Linked DNA regions of Zea mays: all the other regions are linked to region 2. A link is a contact called in public Hi-C data. All regions are on one chromosome and are shown on one strand. Each heading gives the region's core, a stretch centred on a gene start, on an enhancer-like site or on the middle of the called end of the contact. The rest is flanking DNA. Distances are from core to core; before and after follow the strand shown.

Region 1 (3,597 bases), core at 162-2,661, 200 kb after region 2:
CATTACACAATTAGAGATTTACCCCAAGAAGATTCTTTTTAACATAGTCAACCACGAGGGTTCTTGAGTCCCCAATACCCAGTAGGCAGTAGAAGCTTGTTTTGTTTCCACTTTTATCGTCAATAGATGTTATCAATACTTACCGATTAAATTCACATCCTTTGGTATATGAACTTTATTGCTACCAAGAAGTATGGGCTTTCTGGACATGTACCATCTGAGGTTGGTATGCTTGCAGCTTTAGCTATACTAGACCTCTGAAGTAACAAACTGAATGGTACTGCCACAGAAAAAACACTATGAAATTGAAGCACCTATATTTATCTGGGAATTCCTTGACCTTTGCGGTCCTCGTGCTTGTAAACGCTCTTTATCAGGAAGTTGCAGTTCTCCTTTTAATATCGTGTTTGGTATTCAAAAGGTTGCCGAGGATTATCAATGAAGTCATACCCTTCATAAGTTACAGGGAGTGCTTTTGTAGTATATTATATTTGGTAACCAACAACTTATATCATAGACTTGTATCAAGACTAGGCTTCCAATAGGTACAGCCATATAGTCATATAGTCATAAGATTTAAAATGTAAGATAGTTCATATGCGTGTTGTTCCTGCATTTTTTGACTCGTAACTAATTTTGTTTGTTCACGATGTGTCGCAGGTTAGCGCTGTGTCGTGGTGGAGACTTTAAAGATGTTCATGCCACGTCTACACTTCCCGTCTCTGATTATGGATTAAGTCTTTCCTCCCTGATGTTTAGCCAGTGCGTGATGTTACCCACTAGGTCTAGCCGTAGTCAATGCCTGCACAACCACAACCCGCTCTTGTGTATTTTGCGTTTGCGGATCACGTCGTATATTATTTTGGTCCTTCTATATTCATGCTACAAGGCTGCAAATCGTGATGCTCATACATTTATGTAACCAGTAACCTATAACGACTTTGATTTATATTATATTTTGTAACTGTGAACTTGACTATCGTAGATATGTAGCTTGCATCACCGCAAGATCTGCCACTCGAACGATTTTTTAGTATACGATTGTGCTACAATAACTGTAGCGTTCGATAGGGCGCTGCCCTATTCTAGTACTCTTTACTTACAGTGGCGGTGCGTGGGACACGGCGACAGTCCGACGACAGGTCGGGTGGGCAGTGCGGCGGTGGGTGGGCGTGGGGTGGGTGCGCCGGCCGGTCGACGGGCGGCAGCGGCTAGTCGGGCATGAGAGGAAGGGAAGGAGAGAATGGAGAAAGAAGATGAGCCCGAGCATAAATACTAGCTCGGCACCAAGATTCGTGATGCCGAGCTAGTTTGCCACATGGGTTGTCCTGTTATCTATCTCGCAACTCGGTGTCATAACCTATGACGCAGAGCATAGGTTTAAAACCTAAACGTAAACTTTTTATAAGAAAAACTAAAATACAAAAAAATTCGGCCGACTCACGTGAGGCCACGACCCGTCACTACGGCCGACCCCGACTCGGCGGCTGCACCGCAATCCGACCGACCGCCGTCCGTCCCTCTCCACGCCGTCTGCCGCCGCATCAATCCAGCAGGCAGCGACCTAGGGGCTGTCCGTGTCCGGTTGGGAGGCGCCGGGCGCACTGGGGTGGGCGGCTGCCCGCCTGGCCGGCCAGCCGTAAGCGCCGAGCGGCGTGCCGGCATCTCCGTTGCGGTGTGGGCAAGGCACCAGCGGCCAGGTCCGCAGGAGCTCGGGATCGGGCTTGGTATGTGCAGGGGCGATTCCAGGGAGGGGCACAGGGGTGCAACGTCCCCCCTAATCCTCCCCAAATTCCATAAGAGCTACTACTTTTTTAGCTAATTACCATGTAAATAATATAAAATACCTCTTAATAGCCCCCCCTCAATCTGATTTACCCCCTCAAACTCAAATTCTGGCTTCGCCCCTGGGTATGTGGGTGATTTGGATGCTCAAGAAAATTCACCAGCTCCGCCGATGCACTCATGCCACCAAAAGCCACATGCTAGTTTTCTAGATCCACGTCTAGATGCATCTGTATGTTCTGAGCTCCTGGTACACCCTTGCCGGTTAATTGGCCACTCTTATTCAAATACATCTTCGTAACTTCATGCATCCGGTGGTTGTTTTCTGTTGCAACTTGCAAACTACATAAGCACACAATGCTTATATTGGCTATTCTATAGTTTGGCTTTGTGATACTTGTTGCTATTCTTGTAGTACACTAAAATGTTGTATGATCATCCGGCAGTTTGTTTGAATAGGTATAAACATGATATTTACTGATTACCAAGTCGAGGTTTCGATCGATCGATTTTTACACTGCATTTACCGATTATAAAGTGCTTGCCAAATGAACTGTATGAATGCTACTGGCATCGCTGACCTGATTATGCTGTTGCAGTGCTGAGCATTGTGGGCGCAACTGTTAGAGATCCGACTTTATTCCTGAAGGCATTTGTCTGAACTTTTTCGGAAATGAGTGCCGGTAAGGTGCACTGGCTTTAGGGTTTAACCTCTTAAAATTGTTTTCTATTTAAAATTTACTATTTTAATTTATATTTTTTACACAGATCTGAATAACTTTGTGAGTTTTCACAGGTGGTGCTTTTGGTGGAAATAGGGGGCTGAGGCCTGTACCCCCTGAAAAAGGTGTATTCCCATTGGACCACTTACATGAGTGCGACTTGGTAAGGCTAAGGCTGAAGAATTCTATCAGTTACCACTGCTGCTGTACACTTTTTGTATTAGTGACAGTAACTATTCAAACAGGAGAAGAAAGACTATCTTGCCTGCCTGAAATCTACAGGGTTTCAATCTGAAAAATGTCGACAGTTCTCAAAGAAGTATCTGGAATGTCGAATGGAGAGGTTGGCATGCTTAGTTCATATTGTCTATATGCTAATTTCATATCTGTAAAAGTTTCCTGATATAGGCACATAACCTCATTTTTGGCTTATATATATTTTCTAAACCTAGGGGTAATTTAGCTTTTGCGCTTAGCATGCTACATTCTACAAAATTAATGACCAAAGGAAGCTATAGAAACATATTAATATGTATGAAGTGAAGCCAAAATATCGGTAACTATCCAAGTTTCTAGATAGTTGGCCTTTTGGTTGAAACTAATTCTCTTTCCTACACTCAAATCCTTTCAGCATCCTTTTTTTTGTTAGCAAATACTGTATGTCTCTTTTGGGCACTTAATAATTCAAGATTTAGTGAACATGCTCCCCAAGCTACATCATGTTATGATCCATTTTGAGTTGAGTGAAGCAAGGGCCATTTCTACAGTAGTCTGCAGCAAACAAATTGGGCCTCCTGGCACACTCAGTTGTTTGCATCCTCGGGCACAACACATATGCAATGTGCCACATCGAGAGTCGAGACCGGTGTTTGGTGATTATGTGTGGTAACCAGTTCACCAACCACAACTCCACAAGTGGGCAACTCCTACTTTTAGTGCATGTACTGATTTTGTTTTGAGAAATAACATTTTTGTCGTTTAATCTTGTAAATTCCTTCTGGCTCCAAGTTGAGCCTTGCGATCTTGCCAACTTTGGTCTCTGAAATTCAGTATCCGATCCCATAGCAAGGTCGTAAAAAAGTTTGCTGGC
Region 2 (3,377 bases), core at 701-3,200:
CCCGGGACGGCGGTTTCGGCCCCTGCCCCTCCATGTGCCGCGCCAGGAGCCATGCGAAGCGGCGACGGTGGACCGGTGGTGGTGGACTGCAGACTGCTGCTGCTTTGTTTCTACTCCTCGCGCCGGATCGGGGCCCGCGCCGCATGACTTCCGTGGTCCCCACGCGACACTAAAAGTGGCCCCCTTTTTTTTTTTCCTTTGACGCTTTTGCAGCCAAACCGCGAGAGAAGTGTGAGCCGCTTCCGCGCCGCCCCCGGCTTGGACATCGCTACGTACCACCAAACCACTAGACTAGTAGCTGGCTTTCCCGTGGCTTTTGCCATTATGGCCATGTCGTCGTCCATGCGGCACCGCCGGGTCTGCTGCAGTTGCCTCCTCCAATTCCCTCCCTGCGCGATTCGTTCATTCACTCACAGAGGAAAAAGGACTGCAGGCGCCCAGGCACTAGTCTCTGCCTCTGCATTGCGCACACATGGCAGGGCCCGGGGGCCCAGGGGCACGTGACTTGCCGCGGCCTTGCCTTGCCTTGCCTTGCCGGCCAAGGAAAACAGGCGCGTGCACCGTGCACCGGCTCCCGCGTCCTCATTCCTAGTCTTCAGACGCGCTCGATCGGTGTTGTTCGGGAATCGAACAAACGGATCGGATCGCACCGCACCGCACCTGATACTCATACTCCCATCAATCGATCAACCAACAAAGTTAAAGCCGAGGTCTCCGTATCGGAGAACACATGACCTGCAGTCGTGGGACTAAAGAAAATCGCGCATTATAAATTATTTTAAATAGATGTAGCCTTTTACCTTTGCATGCGTCCCTTTTTTTTCCTCCCGGAAGGAGACGAGATTACTGCAAACAATCATAAACTTATGTGCAATCAGGTCTTCTAGACGGAAACGAAAGGTATTCATCTAACTGCCAGTTGCCATTTGTCTGGCTAGGCAAGAAACACATTCAACAATATTTGGTAGCTTTGTTGCCTCCCACGGTTTTTCAGTTTTTTTTGTTAAAAAAATCCCCCTCCCCGCCCAAAAAAAAAACTAAGTGAGCTAAAATCGTTCTTTAAGGGCTAGTTTAGAAGCCACAAAACCGGAGGGTATTCGAGGGCTAAAATCCCCCTCCTTATTCAAAATTGAATAAGAAGTGAATTTTAGCTCCTCCAAATCTCCTCCGTTATTTGGACTTCCAAACTAGCTCTAAAATTTCCCAGTCTAGTTTTGTCGAGCGAGATGGAAAAAATGCCTACAAATTGCGTCTTACAATCCCGATGTTCCCTCCTGCTACCTATACTGTGGTCGGCATCGCAGAAAACAGTGTTATTCATGCACCACATCGTGCCAGGAAACGACAAGAAAACTGAAGCGGCACAGGCTGCTGGCTGCTACAGTTTGTACAGCCTGGACTGGAGTAGCTAGCCACCGTCAGGTCCAGCGGAGGGAGGGGATGTTTCGTGCACTGTACTGTACGCGCAGCGAGACTCGTACGTCGCACGTACAGAATGTTCAAACCGGGCATGAATGCATGCACCACGTCCTGACAATACTCTACTGCAAGAGGACGACAGCATGCACGAGGTCGATGTGCACATACTGCTGGAGTATGTGCGCGCACGGCGTGGCGTTCTTGCCCGGCCCGCCCCCAAACTGGCACCATGCGGCGGTGTGCTAGGCTGCCGAACGCGGCACGCGCAGCGCAGGTCCGTCGAGTGGCGCCTAGCGAGCGCACCAAGGGGGGGCACGGCACGCCGAGCCGCGCGCGACGAAGGAATAGCTTGGGCCGGCACGGCAACCCCACCGCCTCAGCCCGTCCGCCCGCCCGTCACCAAACGCCGATTAAATTTAATACCCTTAAAAGCGCCCGCGCGACCCAGTCGAGCCGGCCCCGCATCCCATTCCGTGCCACCGCCGCCGCGCTGCGTCTGCGTCTGCGTGCGTCGCCCGCAGTGTCCGCAGCCAGAACCAGCGCACGCGCTGCTCCGCCGACGCCGAAGCCTCGTCCGCGAGCGCGTGGGGCTAAGCAAGCACTCGAGCTCCCTCGAGCGGCGGGTGCAGTGCAGCCAGGCCGCGCGCGCCGCAGCATGAACGGCGTCGGCGACGCGCACGCGGCCGCGGCCGCGGCCGCCATGGTGCAGCAAACGCTGGGGATGTCGCTGCCGATGGCGGCGTTCGTGCCCGAGCAGGGCAGCGCCAATAGGCTGACCAGGCCGCCGGGGCTGCCGCCGCTGCCGCAGGCGTTCGCGGCCCAGCAGCGCGGGGACGTGTGCATGGAGGCCGTCGACCCCGCGGCTGGCCCGCGCAAGGCGCACCGGCGCTCCCGCAGCGACGTCCCGTTCGGCTACTTCCCGCCGGCGGGCCACCACCAGCTCCCGCCGCCCAAGGTGGAGGCCGGCTGGGGCGGCCACCTCCCCGCCGGCGGCGGCGGCGGCGGCGACGACGACCTGTTCAACGCGTACCTCAACCTGGAGGGGCTGGACGGGCTCAACTCCTCCGACGACCGCCTCGACGACGGGGACAGCCGCGGCAGCAGCATGAGGACCAACGGCGCCGACAGCAGCGAGAACGAGTCGGAGGAGTGCGCCGCCGACAGCCGCGCCGGGATCCGCCTCTGCGCCGCCGCTGCCGACAGGCGGGAGGGGCTCAAGAGGGCCGCCGCTGCGCCCGTGGCGCGCCACGCCAGGAGCCTGTCCATGGATAGCCTCATCGGCAAGCTCAACTTCTCCGCCGGCGCGACGGGCGCCGCTAGCGGCGTCATTCCGGGACCCAACAGGTTCAGCCTCGAGTTCGGCACCGGCGAGTTTTCGCCGGTCGAGATGAAGAAGATCATGGCCGACGAGAAGCTGGCCGAGATGGCGCTCGCCGACCCCAAGCGCGTCAAGAGGTAAGACCGCTACCCGATGCCACTCATCTTAAATCTTTGGGACCCCCGCGCGTGGGCGTGGCTCCCTCCCATTGTTCTTGCTACTTCTTTGGACCCGTCGAACTGGCAAAATGTTTAGCTTCGGACTGATCGAGCTGCGGTGCGGTTCGTCGCTTGCTAGGGTGCTGGCCAACAGGCAGTCGGCGGCGCGGTCCAAGGAGCGCAAGATGCGATACATTGGCGAGCTGGAGCACAAGGTGCAGATCCTGCAGACGGAGGCCACCACTCTCTCCGCCCAGCTCACGCTTCTTCAGGTACCTAGCTACTCTCCCCTACGCTAATCTCTAATGCACTTTGAATTGCAGCGAAATCCTCCGTATCATCGTTCGTGCGTGTGCGACTCGATCACAACTTCTTCTTCTTATTTTGTCCTCACAGCGGGACTCCGCGGGGATCGCGACGCAGAACAACGAGCTCAAGTTCCGGCTGCAGGCCATGGAGCAGCAGGCGCAGCTGCGTGACGG
Region 3 (3,602 bases), core at 606-3,105, 200 kb before region 2:
AGAAGTAGATTCTCTGGCTGCAAAAGGCATACATGGCACGAGTTAAAAAGTGTGCACCACAGCATTCATAGTTAAGACTGACACATGAGAAAGAAAGAAGGATAATTGGGCAAACCTTCAGATCTCTATGGTACACTCCTCGGCTATGACAATAATCAACCGCATTTATAAGTTGATGAAAGTATATCCTAGCTTCATCCTCTCCTAGCCTTCCAGAATTGACCTGAATAATTATCAAGACCATGTGATAAATGAGTTAATTGGTAACATTCATATGAACCTAACACCTAAATAATAAGGCCCCAACTATCTAAATATATGCCAGGGTCTAAAAAACTAAGCCCACGACATGTTAAAAGCAATGTACAAAAGTAAAAGAGTAACAATATGACCCACTGAAAGTTTTGAGAGCCTTACGATCTTATCGAATAACTCGCCTCCATCAACAAATTCAAGAACCATGTATATCTTCGTCCTACTCGCCATAACCTATCAAATGCACACAAAATGATGGAATCATCAAAAGTTAATGAAACATGCATCATCACGTCTCACAAAAATATTATACCTCATGCAGCTGAACCACGTTGGGATGTTTGATTAGCTTCAAAGTCGAAATCTCCCGTTTGATCTGGAAGAACAAGAAGAGGTGCATTCACTTTCCAAAGTGAGGCTAAACAGTAAATGGAACTGTTGAAGCAACTTGACAGCAGACATCTAATGTTAGCATATTGATATTTCACCACACAAATTAAGGGCTGATAAAGAGGGTTTTTTTCTCTCATTCAGTAAACTGTATTGGGAAATATTAGCTCTTCAATACTCTCCCTGTCTTCAATCTTAAAAAAAAATGAGGAAGGGTTGATGAAGATTGTATTGGAATTAGCTCTTCAATATTCCCTGTCTTCAATGTCTAAAGAAATGAGGATGGGTCGATGAAGAGATTTTTGTTCATTCAGTAAAATTGCATCGGAAAATATTAACCCGATCTTCATTACTCCATGTCTTCAATCTCAATCTAAAAAAAGGAACACTGGGAGCGTATAGTTCTTCCTTGTGGGCAGGGGCGACCGCAGGGAGGGGGGGGGGGGGGGGGGGGCACAGGGGCCAATGTCCCCCCTAATACTCCCCTAATTCTATAGGGACTGTTAGTTTCTTTAGCTAATTCTCATGTAAATGATAAAAAAATGCTTCTAACAGACCCCAATTTGGTCCCCTAATTTCAGATCCTAGCTTCGCCCCGTCCCATCCTATCTAATTCTCCACACCAATCAAAAGCTTAAGCAAAGCTGGGCACTCGATCAGACGCATGATGTCTCGTCACAGACAATCCTCTCGGCCACGACAGAGACGTCAAAGGATATTCTTCGACCATCACACGTGACTGACATGCGAACAAATTATAAATTACAGAGAGATCTTCCTGTGGCAGCTCCAGGATTTTTAAATTCCCCCGAGGCTAAATTGATTCCAGCGGTCTGCGAAGGGGAGAGAAAGGGGGGAAGGATTCCAGGCACGGAGCGAGGAGAGGGATGGACCTGCTCGACCATCTTGTGGCGGAGAACGTGGCTGCGGTCGAGCACCTTGATAGCGCGGACGGCGCCCGTGCGGGAGTCGTGGGCGTGCTTCACCTTGGCGAAGCTGCCCTCCCCGATGGTCTTGCCGACCTCGTACGGCCCCACCCGCGTCTTCCTCCCCGCCGCCGCGGGCTCCGCCATACTTCGGGGGGCTCGGCTCGGACCGGCGGACGATCGGACGAAGAAGCGGACAGGCAAGGCGCGCGCGACGAGGTGCCGCGGCTCGCTGGGTTTGCGTTGGCTTGCTCGGCTGGTTCGACGGGCAGGGAGCAGTGAATTTTGCTCTCGCGACCTCCGCTCCGCGCGCCTGCGGCTTTATAGAGCCGCGGCGCTGGGTGTCGCTTGCGCTGGTGAGCCGGTCCGGTCAGTACCGTAACCGTAAGTCCGTAACGTTTAAGAATCGTTTTGCTCTTAATTTATATGTATTAGAATAAGATTAGGTGAGTTTTAATCTTAAACAAGTTAAAATCTTTCATAATTTTTTTTTCAATATCATCAAATCGATATTGGATAAGAATAACTGAACAAGCACTAAAATTACAGCGGATCGGGTACCATAGGTAAGCCAATTCTTCGTTCACCAGGATATGCATGCCTCTACTTGGTACTTATACCTGCGATAGGTTACGAGTAAAATTCCATGATTGTGCCTGTATCCGCCAGATACCGTTACTCTAAACAAATACCATGTGACTATGTTCATTTTACTTAGAACAACAAACATGTTGGTAGATATAACACAAATGTCGGGTACCGTAATTAGGGGTACTCCCAACACTCCTAAATACGGCTGGTAACCACCATCAGCACAAGCTGCAGAGACTGATGAACACGATTCAGGTCAAGACTTCGTCTGCTCAAGGAACGCGATCTCGCCCCACCCGAGCCCAGCCTCGGGCGGGAACAGTAGTCCCAGACAAATTCTCGCCTCGCCCGAGGGCTTCTTCAAGCAATGGACGCTTTCTCGACTCGCCCGAACCCCAGCTCGGGCAGGCTTCGTTGTGAAGCAACCTTGGCCAAATCGCCTCACCAACCGACCGTATCGCAGGCGCATTCAATGCGAGGATCGCCTGACGCCTTATCCTGACACACGTGCCTCAGTCGGCAAGGTCGAAGTGACCACAGTCACTTCGCCCTTCCACTGATCGACATGACAGGAAAACAGCGCTACTCGCCCCGCTCCGACTGTTGTTCCACCCGTCAGATTGAGGCTGGCAACAGCCAAGTTCAGCCTCAGGCGCAACAGGAAGCTCCGCCTCGCCCGACCTTGGGCCTCGGCCTCAGGAGGAGGTCTCCGCCTCGCCCGACCATAGGGCTCGGCCCCCGCTTCGGCCTCGGAAGGTGGTCTCCGCCTCGCCCGCCCCCAGGGCTCGGCCTCAACCTCGGCCTCGGAATGAGGACTCCACCTCGCCCGACCCCAGGGCTCAGCCTCAACCTCGACCTCGGGAGGAATCGCGTCCTCGCCCGACCCCGGCCTCGGCCTCAGGAGAAGTCTCCGCCTTGCCTGACCTTGGGCTCGGACCGACCACGCCACGGGGGGATACATCATTACCCTACCCCTAGCTAGCTCAGGCTACGGGGAACAAGACCGGTGTCCCATCCAGGCTCGCCCCGGTAACAAGTAATGATGGCTCCCCGCGTGCGTCCATGACGACGGTGGTTCTCAGCCCCCTACGGAAGCAAGGAGACGTCAGCAAGATCCCAGCAGCCCCGACAGCTGTGCTTCTACAGGGCTCAAGCGCTCCTCCGACGGCCACGATACCGCGCACACAGGGCTCTAGCACCTCTCCGACAGCCACGTTGGCATGTACACAGGGCTCAGGCACCTCTCTGCCGGACATGTTAGCGCATAGCTACACCCCCATTGTACACCTGGACCCTCTCCTTGCATCTATAAAAGGAAGGTTCAGGGCCCTCATGCGAGAGGGTCGCGCGGGAGGACGGGCTGACCAACAGGCTCGCTCTCTCTCCCCCGCGAACGTTTGTAACCCCTACTACGAGCGCATCCCCCTGGCGCGGGATAAC

The links. A called contact is a pair of places that touch in the nucleus more often than the background predicts.
Region 1: a contact with region 2 is called in a Hi-C map of ear, with 3 times the contacts expected there. The contact joins the promoter of LOC109942738 here to the promoter of LOC100285278 in region 2. A contact is called at or near these places in 2 of 25 Hi-C or Micro-C datasets (ear and leaf).
Region 3: a Hi-C map of bundle sheath shows a contact between it and region 2, with 1.7 times the contacts expected there. The contact joins the promoter of LOC100381968 here to the promoter of LOC100285278 in region 2. A contact is called at or near these places in 4 of 25 Hi-C or Micro-C datasets (bundle sheath, ear, leaf and 1 more).

Annotation. Positions count from the first base shown.
Region 1 is chr1:5,972,632-5,976,228 of Zm-B73-REFERENCE-NAM-5.0, forward strand. It overlaps LOC109942738 (cytochrome c oxidase assembly protein COX19), which reads left to right and starts at 1,412. Exons shown (of 5, transcript XM_020544959.2): 1 at 1,412-1,727; 2 at 2,385-2,468; 3 at 2,582-2,670; 4 at 2,753-2,850. The coding sequence starts at 2,459.
Region 2 is chr1:5,768,361-5,771,737 of Zm-B73-REFERENCE-NAM-5.0, forward strand. LOC100285278 reads left to right here and starts at 1,951. Exons shown (of 4, transcript NM_001367218.1): 1 at 1,951-2,874; 2 at 3,035-3,167; 3 at 3,292-3,376. The coding sequence starts at 2,075.
Region 3 is chr1:5,566,439-5,570,040 of Zm-B73-REFERENCE-NAM-5.0, forward strand. LOC100381968 (putative CBL-interacting protein kinase family protein) reads right to left here and starts at 1,856. Exons shown (of 14, transcript NM_001174740.1): 1 at 1,539-1,856; 2 at 569-631; 3 at 418-489; 4 at 116-223; 5 at 1-17. The coding sequence starts at 1,718.